Linked DNA regions of Gossypium hirsutum: region 1 is linked to region 2. Evidence: chromatin contacts called from public Hi-C data. All regions are on one chromosome and are shown on one strand. The core of a region is the stretch at or near the end of the contact, and the rest is flanking DNA. Distances in the headings are between cores, read along the strand shown. Region 1 holds the start of LOC121203599 (pentatricopeptide repeat-containing protein At1g61870, mitochondrial). Region 2 holds the start of LOC107891817 (putative receptor-like protein kinase At4g00960).

Evidence for each region. A called contact is a pair of places that touch in the nucleus more often than the background predicts.
Region 1: a contact with region 2 is called in a Hi-C map of leaf, with 3 times the contacts expected there. The contact joins the promoter of LOC121203599 here to the promoter of LOC107891817 in region 2. A contact is called at or near these places in 14 of 34 Hi-C or Micro-C datasets (anther, callus, hypocotyl and 2 more).

Annotation. Positions count from the first base shown.
Region 1 is chrD09:33,383,939-33,389,283 of Gossypium_hirsutum_v2.1, forward strand. LOC121203599 (pentatricopeptide repeat-containing protein At1g61870, mitochondrial) reads left to right here and starts at 1,754. Exons shown (of 1, transcript XM_041100364.1): 1 at 1,754-3,258. The coding sequence starts at 1,754. The coding sequence ends at 2,950.
Region 2 is chrD09:33,237,354-33,242,863 of Gossypium_hirsutum_v2.1, forward strand. It overlaps LOC107891817 (putative receptor-like protein kinase At4g00960), which reads right to left and starts at 1,949. Exons shown (of 7, transcript XM_016816738.2): 1 at 1,785-1,949; 2 at 767-1,685; 3 at 528-667; 4 at 225-435; 5 at 1-141. The coding sequence starts at 1,679. It overlaps LOC107891818 (autophagy-related protein 8C), which reads right to left. Exons shown (of 6, transcript XM_016816739.2): 2 at 5,483-5,510; 3 at 3,717-3,772; 4 at 3,570-3,622; 5 at 2,710-2,828; 6 at 2,379-2,620. The coding sequence ends at 2,526.

The sequences.
Region 1 (5,345 bases), core at 504-3,003, 150 kb after region 2:
AGGGACATGAAGAACATTCTTCAAGTGAAACACTCTGTTGGACCGAATAAAAGATGAGGAACCAGTATTAGCCACTGGTACAGACAGACCATTTCCCATAAACAACTTTTATTTACCTGTATATGAAGCTACTTCACATAGACCATCCAGATCATTAGTTATATGATTTGTGGCCCCTGAATCAGGAAACCAGACATTGTTGTTGGAAACCGACTTCCCAATCGTAGAAACCATATTAGCTTGCAGGCCACTTGGAGTTACTGTAGCACCTTTATGATTACAACAATGACAATTTGTACTGGACAAATCAGAAGATTCCTGGAGTTGATGACAATGTGCTTGCATGGACTGCTGAGACACGCCCTCAAAGGACTCATCAAATCGATAGTAGCACTTGTAGACAGTATGTCCAATCCGGCCACAAAGTTGACACTGAGGCTTAGCATGTGTGAATCTCCTTCCTCGACCTCGGCCTCGAAACTCTCTAGAACTACCCCCTCTAGATGATGACCGAGAATTGTTCTCAAAGCGCTTAACACGATTACCACCAGATTCAGTATGTTGAGCGACATTAGCCTGCAAAGACATATTCGAAACAAGATCTTGCTGTCTAGTCTCATAATCAGTCAACATTTCAGTGAGACGATCTATGGAAAAATTCATTTCTGATGCAACGATACGTATGGATTCATATTCTACTGGCAAACCAGCAAGAATGACAGTAACCTGTTCTTGCTCAGATATAGCATAACCAGCAGTAAGAAGAGAATCACACTGACTTTGAACCTTCGCAAGATATTCTTGAATGGTTAACTGTCCCTTTTTCTGAGAGTATAAAGAATGCCGTAATGTCAAAACTGTCAAAGAAGATTTAGAAGCAAACCTCTTGAGGACAGCACTCCAAACCTCAAAACTTGTGCTCGCACCAGTGAGACGAACCAGAATATTGTCAGAAATAGTAGACAAGAGCCAAGACGTGAACAACTTGTCTTGTTGCTTGTGAAAAACAAACACAGGGGTAGCAACAGGAACACCATTATTATCAAGAACAGTTTGTGAAGGAACTTGAATCGTTCCAAGAACAAATTCATGCAAGCCATAACCTTCAAGAATAAGCAAGATTTGCTGTTTCCATAACAGAAAATTATGAGCATTGAGTTCCACCGTATCATGTTTAGAAAATTGATGAATTTTGCGCGAAGAAGCATAACCAGGATCAGGAGACGAAGCAGCTGCAGGTATTGTCATGTGATCAGAAGGATGACCACCATCGTTACCGGAAACATCATCTGTATCCATCGTCAAAAAAAAATATTATGACTCTGATACCATATTAAGAAACTGCTGAACAAAAATAACAACAGTACACTTTTACTGAAAGAACTGTTATTTCTTCATACCTTTACAGTAACGTAAACCCCATTATTTATAATACAATTATTAACAACCATAACTACCATCCTTAACTACTAACTATCATAACTACCTGAATACTCTAATATTGGGTAATAAATCATTTTTACAAAAAATAATTCTAATAAATTTTTATAAGTTTCTTTAGATTTTTAATTTTTTAATGATGACGTTACTATCATTTTATGTAATAAATTTAAGCAAATATTAAAATCAAACTAAGTATATTAATTCCATTGTCGGGTCCATTCCGGATCCTCCTTTTCTCAGTGTACCGTTCCAAATGACACTGATCTACGGCTAAAGCAAAACCCCTAAACCCTAAATTACCTCAAAAACAATGGCGTTGTTCTCCCGCATCCGTACATCGGCAACCGCCGCATCTTTCCACCTTCGCCGCTTCTCTATCCTCTCTCCAGACTCATCCACTCCTCTCAGCGCTCACCAAAAATCACGCGCCGCCCTCTCCCTCCTAAAATCAGAGCAAAACCCCGACCGCATCCTCGATATCTGCCGCGCCGCCTCACTCTCCCCGACTTTCCACCTCGACCGGATCGCGTTCTCCGTTGCAATCTCCAAACTCTCCGAAGGTAACCATTTCCAATCCATCGATACTTTCCTCCGTGAACTCAGGTCACGTCCCGACTTTCAACACGAGCGTTTCGTTTCCCATTCTTTAATCCTCTACGGTCAAGCCAAGATGCTAAACCATGCCTTGACGACGTTTGACGAATTTTACAACAAGGGGTATTGCCGTTCGACGAAATCCCTAAATGCTTTGCTCGTGGCGGCTATTTTGGCGAAGGATTATAAAGAAGCGAAGAGGATTTTCGTGGAATTCCCTAAAAGATATGGCATTGAACCCGATTTAGAGACTTACAATACTGCAATTAAAGCTTTGTGTGAGTCTGGGTCATCGTCCTCTGTGTATTCTATTTTGGTTGATATGAAAAGCAAAGGGGTTAAACCAAATGCTACTACTTTTGGGACTTTGTTAGCTGGTTTTTATGCAGAGGAGAAATATGAAGATGTTGGGAAAGTGTTAAATTTGATGAAGGAACATGGGGTTTCTGTTGGGGTTAGTACTTACAATATAAGGATTCGGAGCTTGTGTATGTTGAAGAAATCTAATGAGGCAAAGGCTTTACTCGATGGGATGCTATCGAAAGGGATAATACCGAATTCAGTTACATATCACCATTTGATTTATGGGTTTTGTAGGGAAGGGAATTTGGAGGAAGCTAAGAGGTTGTTTAAGAGTATGGTGAATAAAGGTTTGAAGCCTGATAGTCATTGTTATTTTACATTGGTGTATTTCTTGTGTCAAAGTGGGGACTTTGAGACCGCTTTGAGGTTTTGTAAAGAAAGTATGGAGAAAAATTGGGTTCCGAATTTTTCGACTATGAAAGCTCTTGTGAAAGGACTTGCTAGCATATCTAAAGTTGAGGAAGCAAAGGAACTTATAAAGAATGTTAAGGAGAAGTTCTCCAAAAATGCAGATGCATGGGATGAAATTGAAAAGGATTTGCCCCAATAGAGAAGGTAAGCAGGGTGTCCTATCTTAGAGTCTGTTATTAAAATTAATCAGGTCATTTTTGCATGGAAATGAAATAAGTAGGGCCTTTTTACTCATGCAGGATGAATTGTTTTCATTTTGTTAGCTTAATTATTGAAGGGCATATTATATTTTACTAGGATTATTTTGGCAGTGGAACTATGTCCAACAATAACTTTTTTTCCTTCTTATGGAGACTTGTTTTATGAGTTATTTTAGATGTCCTGGGATCATTACTGTAAACAGCTATCTCCATTTTTGAATGAAATCTGTTATGAAGTTGATGTTTATGATGGAAGTGCTGCTGATTTTGCTCTAATGCTGGATTAATTGATGAAACTTGACTTTGACAAGTAAGATTGATTGAGATATATTCTTGATTGGATGGTTTAGGCTATGAAACTTATTGAGCTAGTACTCGAAAGTTACTTTATAGGCAGCAATCTCTTTTTTCTGGTACAATTTACGATATGGGGAGGGGATGACAATATCAGAGTTTGGGCCCTGCTCATTAGGGTGCCAGACTTGAGAAGACAATCTTATATCGACGTAATATGTGAATCATGTTTATCCCATTAGGTGATTTTCAGGTAATCAATTAGGTTGATTTCTCTATCTTGCATTTTGCTTTTGTTGAATGTCTATTTTATTGTTTTCGTTTTCCTTTTGAAAGTTAGGGGATTTAATCAAAACCAACTCTTTTTAAAGGTGAAACTACCATACATGTCCTTGTACTGTATATTGGATTGCATTTTAGTCTCTTTTCTTGCAAAGCAAATTGGTTCATGTACCTTACAGAAAGGAGCAAAATAGGCTCTACCTTGATGAGAGATTGAACTACTATTTCAAAAAAAGTGTCTATAGTTGAAGCTTTATCTTGGCCCTTTATATACAAGGTATAATAACAATTTTAGTTCTCAATTTTTACACTTTTATTCAATTTGGTCTTTAGTCTTTTATTTGGAGCAAATTGTGTTTCAATTAGGGGTGTGCAAAAAAAATTTAAACCGAAAAACCGAACCAAAATAATCTCTTTTCTTTTTTTCAGGTTTCGGTTTAATCGGTTTTCATGTTCAGTTTAATTAGTTTATTTGGTCTGTTTTTGGTTTTGACTTTTTAAACCGAATAAACCAATTAAGGTCATAGTCCATGGTCATAACATGACCCATTTACAAACCCAAATCCAAATACCTTAATGCTCTTAAAAGCTCAAACCTAATAAAATTTAAAAGCCAATTCACAATAATATTTAGAACTCAAATTGATAATTTAATTTTTTATGATGTTCATTTTATTTTATTTTATCATTTAATATATTAAAAAAAAACTCAAATTGATATATACCTGTTAAGAACAATAGAAAACTTCGAAATTGTATGTTGGCCATGTAAGAAAATAAGTATATTTTGAGTTGATTAAAAAATGTTTGATTTAAATTTTAATATTTTTATAATGATTTTGAAATGAAAATAAGATTAAGAGTAATATGATATATTAAATTGAAGAAAGAAGAAAATTATGTGAAAATTTTAAAGGAAAAAATTATAAGTGCTTCAATTAGATTTTTTTTAAACTTAAAAAAGATTTTAAAAATTGAACTGGAAATTTTCAGTTTAATTTATTCAGTTTCACTCTTTAGATCATTCGGTTTATATGGATAATTCGAGTTATTTGAATTTTGATATAAAAAAGTTGAATCAACTGAATGTAGATTTTAATTTCATTTTTTTCAGTTAAATTAGACAAAATTTCATTACAAACACGATGATAAAGGTGGAGACTAAAAGTGTGTTTAACATCGAGCTTAAAATACATTTTTCAAGTCAAATCTATTTTCAAGATTGAAGTAATGTTAGCTAGATTGTTTTTAAAATTAAATAAATTGTTTTAAATAGACTTTTCAAGTAAAAAAAATGAAAATTTAAGATATAAGTTTTTAGCTTTTAGTTTTTCAAAAAAAAAAAACAGTTTTGAGTGTGAAATTATATATATTCTTTTTATATTAGCTATAAATTATAAATATGATTTGTATATTAAAATTAAATTTTACTAACAATATATTTCATATATATTAATATTAGTAATATTTTATTATATTTGTATTATGATTTAAGTTAAATATTTAATAATAATAATAAAGACATCGAAAATTAAGGATACTTTCATTTGAGTCTATTCTTTAATCACTTATGGAACTTCTATTAATTTACAAGATCAATGTTTATATGTGATTCTAATATTTAAAATTAACTCAGTTTTAATTAATATTTATTAAATTATGTTTTTTTTCTTGTAAATTGTAATAATAAGGTAAAGTCTGAACAACTAATTTGACTAATGCAACTCGAACCCAGGTGGGGGAACACCCTTGACCATC
Region 2 (5,510 bases), core at 699-3,198:
CCAACAATATATTGCTAGCTTTGAGATCACGATGAATAATTCTGAGTTGAGAATCTTGATGAAGGTAGAGAAGCCCACGAGCAACACCTTTTATGATTTTGTATCGTATTTCCCAATTCAAATACGGTCGCTTAGCTGGATCTACATCACCATAATTGTGCAAATCCGAATTAATTCTCTGTAACATCGAATCTCTAATGCAGTAATACACGGATATATCATACCAAATAAGAATTTGTCCAAACTTCCATTATGCACAAACTCATAGATGAGAAGTCTTTCATTTCCTTCAAGGCAAAAACCTTGGAGCCTAACCAAGTTCCTATGCTGAAGGTTGGCCATTAACTGAACCTCGTTTTTGAACTCAAGGTCTCCTTGTCCAGAATCCGTAGACAGCCTTTTCACTGCTATTAATTTTCCACCAGCAAGTATGCCCTGACACGATATCATAATGAATTATAGATATGAATATGCTAATTGAACTTAAGATTTGGTGCAATACACTTCTTTGTATTTTGACGTCTTACCTTATAAACTGCTCCAAATCCACCTTGTCCGAGCTTATCTGCATCAGAAAAGCGATTTGTAGCAGCTCTAATGGTGTTGAAATCATATTGTAAGGAGTCTGCAGTTGCGATTTCATCCCCTTCTTCAGTTGCTTCATGCTCTTTAGAATTGTAGCAAAGAAAAAAAAACAATTAAATTGTAGATTCAGTCACAACGTTGCAAAAGAATGAAAAACAATAAACTGATTCTTTTTACTTACTTTGAGGTTTCAGCTTTCGCTTCCTAAACCGTAAAATGATGCAGATGACATTGGATATGAGTAGTGCAGCAAAAGCAACAGCCAAGATGGATATGATAATAGTAGTTCGAGATGAATTACTCTTATATCCTGTTGTTGTGGTATCGTTAGTGTCTATATCAGCAGGAGTTCTATTGTAGAAGCGTACAATCTCAAACCTAAAGTTACAAGAAGGCAGAGATACCCTGCCTCCTTGTTTGCTGTCGCAGCAACGTGGTATATAAACAATGGCCTGCGACAAGCAAGATCGGCAACCATACTGTGTCAAATCATTACTACATTGAACACGCGCATATATTGTTTGAAAAGGTGTGACTTGTATGCTTCCTGTCGCAAACTTTCCAAGGGAAGTCCCCACTTGAACGGCATCTCTTAGCTTGTCCATTAAGGAACCCAAGGCCTGATTAAAAGCATCTACATTCGACACGTTATTTGAATTCCACATGAAGAAATAAGGGTCGACGTCCCTGACACCAAAAATGGAGCGATTTGTGTAGCGGAACGTGCAATAGTCATACCATATAATCGCCTCTATTCGGTAAGGGCAGCGATTTCTGAGCTCTCGGTATGCGTCATTGATGCAGTTAAAGCAATCACTTGAGTTCAAATCCCCTCTGCAAAATGCAACTGCGTTAGCTATGGTGGAGCCTTGGCCAGATGAAAAATTGTAGAAGCCCCTGTCATTTGGTGTGTTGAGGGAGAAAGATGAAAGCAGTTGATTGAGGTTTGTCTCGTAAGCGCTGTTGCTGGTGAAGTTACCAGTGCTGTTTATACAAAAATGGCGTAGAGGCTGTTCTTGAGCAACGGTAACAGTAACATGGAATGCTGTAACTAAAGAAAAGAACAAAAACTGCCATGAAAGATCCATTGCCATGTTTGCCTGCAGATATTCAAAGCTTTATGTATGATTTTCAGAGTAAATTAAAATGATCAACGGTTGCTTGCAAACTTCATGATTTAGGGTTGATATAGACTTAACTGATCATAAAATTTCTAAGAAAGTCACTACATGGCTGTGGTCCCGTGGATTTGGATTGATCTGGAATAAGCTAATCAAAGTCGATGGTGGCTTCAAAATTGTCATGCAGAGACATGTAGGAAATAGGAAGTTCCCTTAGGTTACCAGGCAAATAGTTCTGGTTCCGTGACCTTTGACCATACGCTCTAATATACTAATCATCTGCCATAAGAAGACAAAGCCAACTTGTTTGGTTTTGTCTTCTCTGCGTGCAAACTGTGGACTTAGTTGGAGAAGCTTTATCCATGGTTTTTGACGCTAAAGTTACAAGTAGATACCATGATTGGATAATAATTTCCTGCTTCAAATGTATACTGGTGCTGGGGTTATCATTCTGCATAAGCCCTCTCTGTTATTGCTAATTTTTTATCGATTTCAATGGCTAATTTTCTCATGTCATTTGATTCTTCTGTAAATGTTGTAGGAAAACATAAAACATTCTGTGCAACATTATTCGTATAATGTAGTTTTATGTGTATTTCTGAACTTATATATAAATAATTCCAAGTACTCAAAAACATTAAACTAAAATATAAAAATACAATTTAATAATCATTGATAAAGTTAATTTCTTCCATTAAGAAAATAAAATTCCAAGTTCATCGTCAAGAACAGAAACCATAGCCTAAGTGGAACCATTGAGAATTTACGCCTTTCCCTTTTAGCCATTTACATAGATATAATAACGTAGTGCTAAAGAAGTTATGGGGAACCAAATGTGTTCTCTCCACTGTAAGTCATATACAGAAAGCCATCTTCATCCTTGTTTTCTTCATAAATTGCTGACATCAAAGCAGCTGCAACCAAATAAAAGAACCAAATTCAACCTCACTCTCAACAAAATTGTAATATGTTATGACACTTGAAAGTATATATTATCACTAACCAGTAGGAGGGAGAGTGTTCTTCACAAAAACAAATATAGCTTTCTCCGCACTAAGCTTAATCCTTTTGCGTACAACATAAACGAATTGCACCACAGTCAAATCAGATGGAACAAGATACCTGAATCCATAATCAAACAAGAATATGTATTAAGAAACCAGATACAGTCACCGGTAAACAAGTCGTATATCTTGTTCAGTTCTCCAACCCCCCCCCCCCCAAAATTAACTTGGGCAAATAAACGACATAAAACATCAATTCACTAGAAACCAAGTTTGGCAAATAACAGATTGAATAAGAATAGTTAAGCATTGCTGTACCGATGTTTCGTTAGAATCGATTTCCTTCCTGCACAACTTAGCAGGAGACTTTACAAGTAGTTAAAACTACTAGAAGGTCCTTGTACTATTATAGACAGGGTCTCTGCTATAAAGGTGACCGAATTAGTCTTTAGTCTTTGTACATTTAACTTTCAAGCAAAAAAGACAATTTCAAATGAGTTAAAAACTGCCAACTTGTGTTTTAAAGTAATGCGAAAAGAAAAATCAAAATTAAACATTTTTAAAGCATGACAAACAGAATAAACTGCTCATTTTCTTTCACGTCACTTTAAATACAAGTTGGCATTTTTTAATGTTACTCTACCGGCATTTACGACCCATTTTCTTAAATGTACAAAGACTAGATTGCTCACTTCTATAGCATGACTAGTTTGCTCCTAAGCCTATAAGGACCCTCCATGTGGTTTAACCCTTTAGATGCATAGCAAAGATTAGATAACAGTCTCAGGAAAATAAAAACAACTAAAAAGTGTGACAGCAAATGAAATTTTAAACTTTAATATGGTCAAACGTGACTAACTTCTTTTTATCAATGTCAGGAATGTCACTCCTTTCAGCCTTCTCCACGATAACCTGCATGGTTGCAAGTATAGAAGAATATTAAAAGAGTGATGCAGGACGAAAATTATTCAGCAGAAAGGGAAGATAGCAGCTTAAATATCCTTACAGGAACTCTGTCTGGATACTTCTCCCTGATGCGACCAGATTCAGCCTGCCTCCTTTCTGAGAATTGGAAACAAGTAAAACAAAATTTTAATTAGCTTAATCAGATAGGAGAATAAGAGCAGCAAGACAAGCAAAGGAAATGAGGATGCTGCAACTATAGCATCCATTCCTATACAATATAACCCTAAAAAGCTAATATACTAAAAAAGACTTAAACTAGTACACTTGGTTCAAATAGGCTCTTATGTTTTTTTTGGTAACTAAATAACTCCTAAACTTTTATTTTTATTCATGTAAACCCTTAGTTTTAACTAAAAATACTTTCGGAGAAACTCAATACCAAGTTACAATCAATATTCTAGAGATATTAAGTTATCAATATTCGATTTTTGTTTTTTCTATTATAGAGCTAAAAGGCTAATGTACTAAAGAAGGCCTTAAACTAGTACACTTTGTTTAAATAAGCCCTTATGTTTTTGTATAACTAAATAAGTCCTATACTTTGATATTTATTCATGTAAGCCCTTACTAAAAGTAAAACTCTTTTTGGAGAAACCCAAATACCAAGTTACAACTACTGTTCATGAGATATTCAGCTGTCAATATTGAATCTTGGTATTTTTTTTTTTAATTTTAATAGGTTAAACTAGTTTTAATCACATAGATAGATATTTAGATTGAATCTTCTATAATCAATAAAATTGTGAAGCCTCAAACTGAAACAAAAAGGAAGCAATTTTTTTTTTAATGATTTTGACCAAATCAACAAAATTTTATTATTTCATTCTGCCAGATTAGCAATTTAGCTTGAAATTCCTTTTTTCCTTTTTTACTTTTAGTTAAATTCAACACTTTCATGAATAAAAAAAAAAGTATAGGAGCTTATTTAGTTTCTTTTTTTAAAAAAAAATAAAAAACATAAGAGCTTACATGAAAAAGTGTACTAGTTCAAGGGTTATTTTTAGTACATTAGCCTAAACAATGTATGTAATAAGTTGTTAGTCCCTGTGCTTTGACAAAATTTGAGATATAGTACTTGTATTTAAAAATTAAGGGCTACTTCTTTTATTTAAAGATCCCAGTCCAGTCATTAAAATTGTAAGCATTTTTTGTCAAAAATTTTCAAGGGAATTTTTATTAGGGTGTCCTCATATGAGGTGGCATATGATTGACAGAAAATAAACATGTTAAATTGACAAATTTTGACAGAAACTACCAATGACAATAATGGTGGGACTAGAATTTTTAAATTGAAAAAGTAGGAGGATTGAATTTTTAACTTTTAAAGTACAGGGATTAAATTCAAATTTAACACAAGGGACTAACAGCATATTTTAACCTTAAAAAAATCCATTGCTAAGCAATGTTGAGAGAAATAAAGAATCAAATACCAATATTTCCAATCAAATTTCATTACCAGCAATGAAAGGAATAACCTAGAAAAGCAAACCAAAGAAGACTGCAGCAGAACATAGAATACAAGCAAACTTCTATTCATCATCATGTTTTGCTCATTTCAAAATTTGCAACAGCTTAATCAAGGTAATTTAGGACTATCAATATAATGATTCAACATCTCACACATTGGACAAAGAATGCCCAATTGCACCCGAGATTTAGCAGAATCTGACTAAGCCTCACTAATAAATCAAAACACAATGTATATTTAAACAAAATTTAAAGAATGCCCAAATCAAAAATTAATTCAATGAAGCAAAATGTTCAACAAAAATTCATGAAAAAGAGAAGAGGATCAATGAAACTAACCCAAAGGATGTTCAAGCTTAAAGGAACT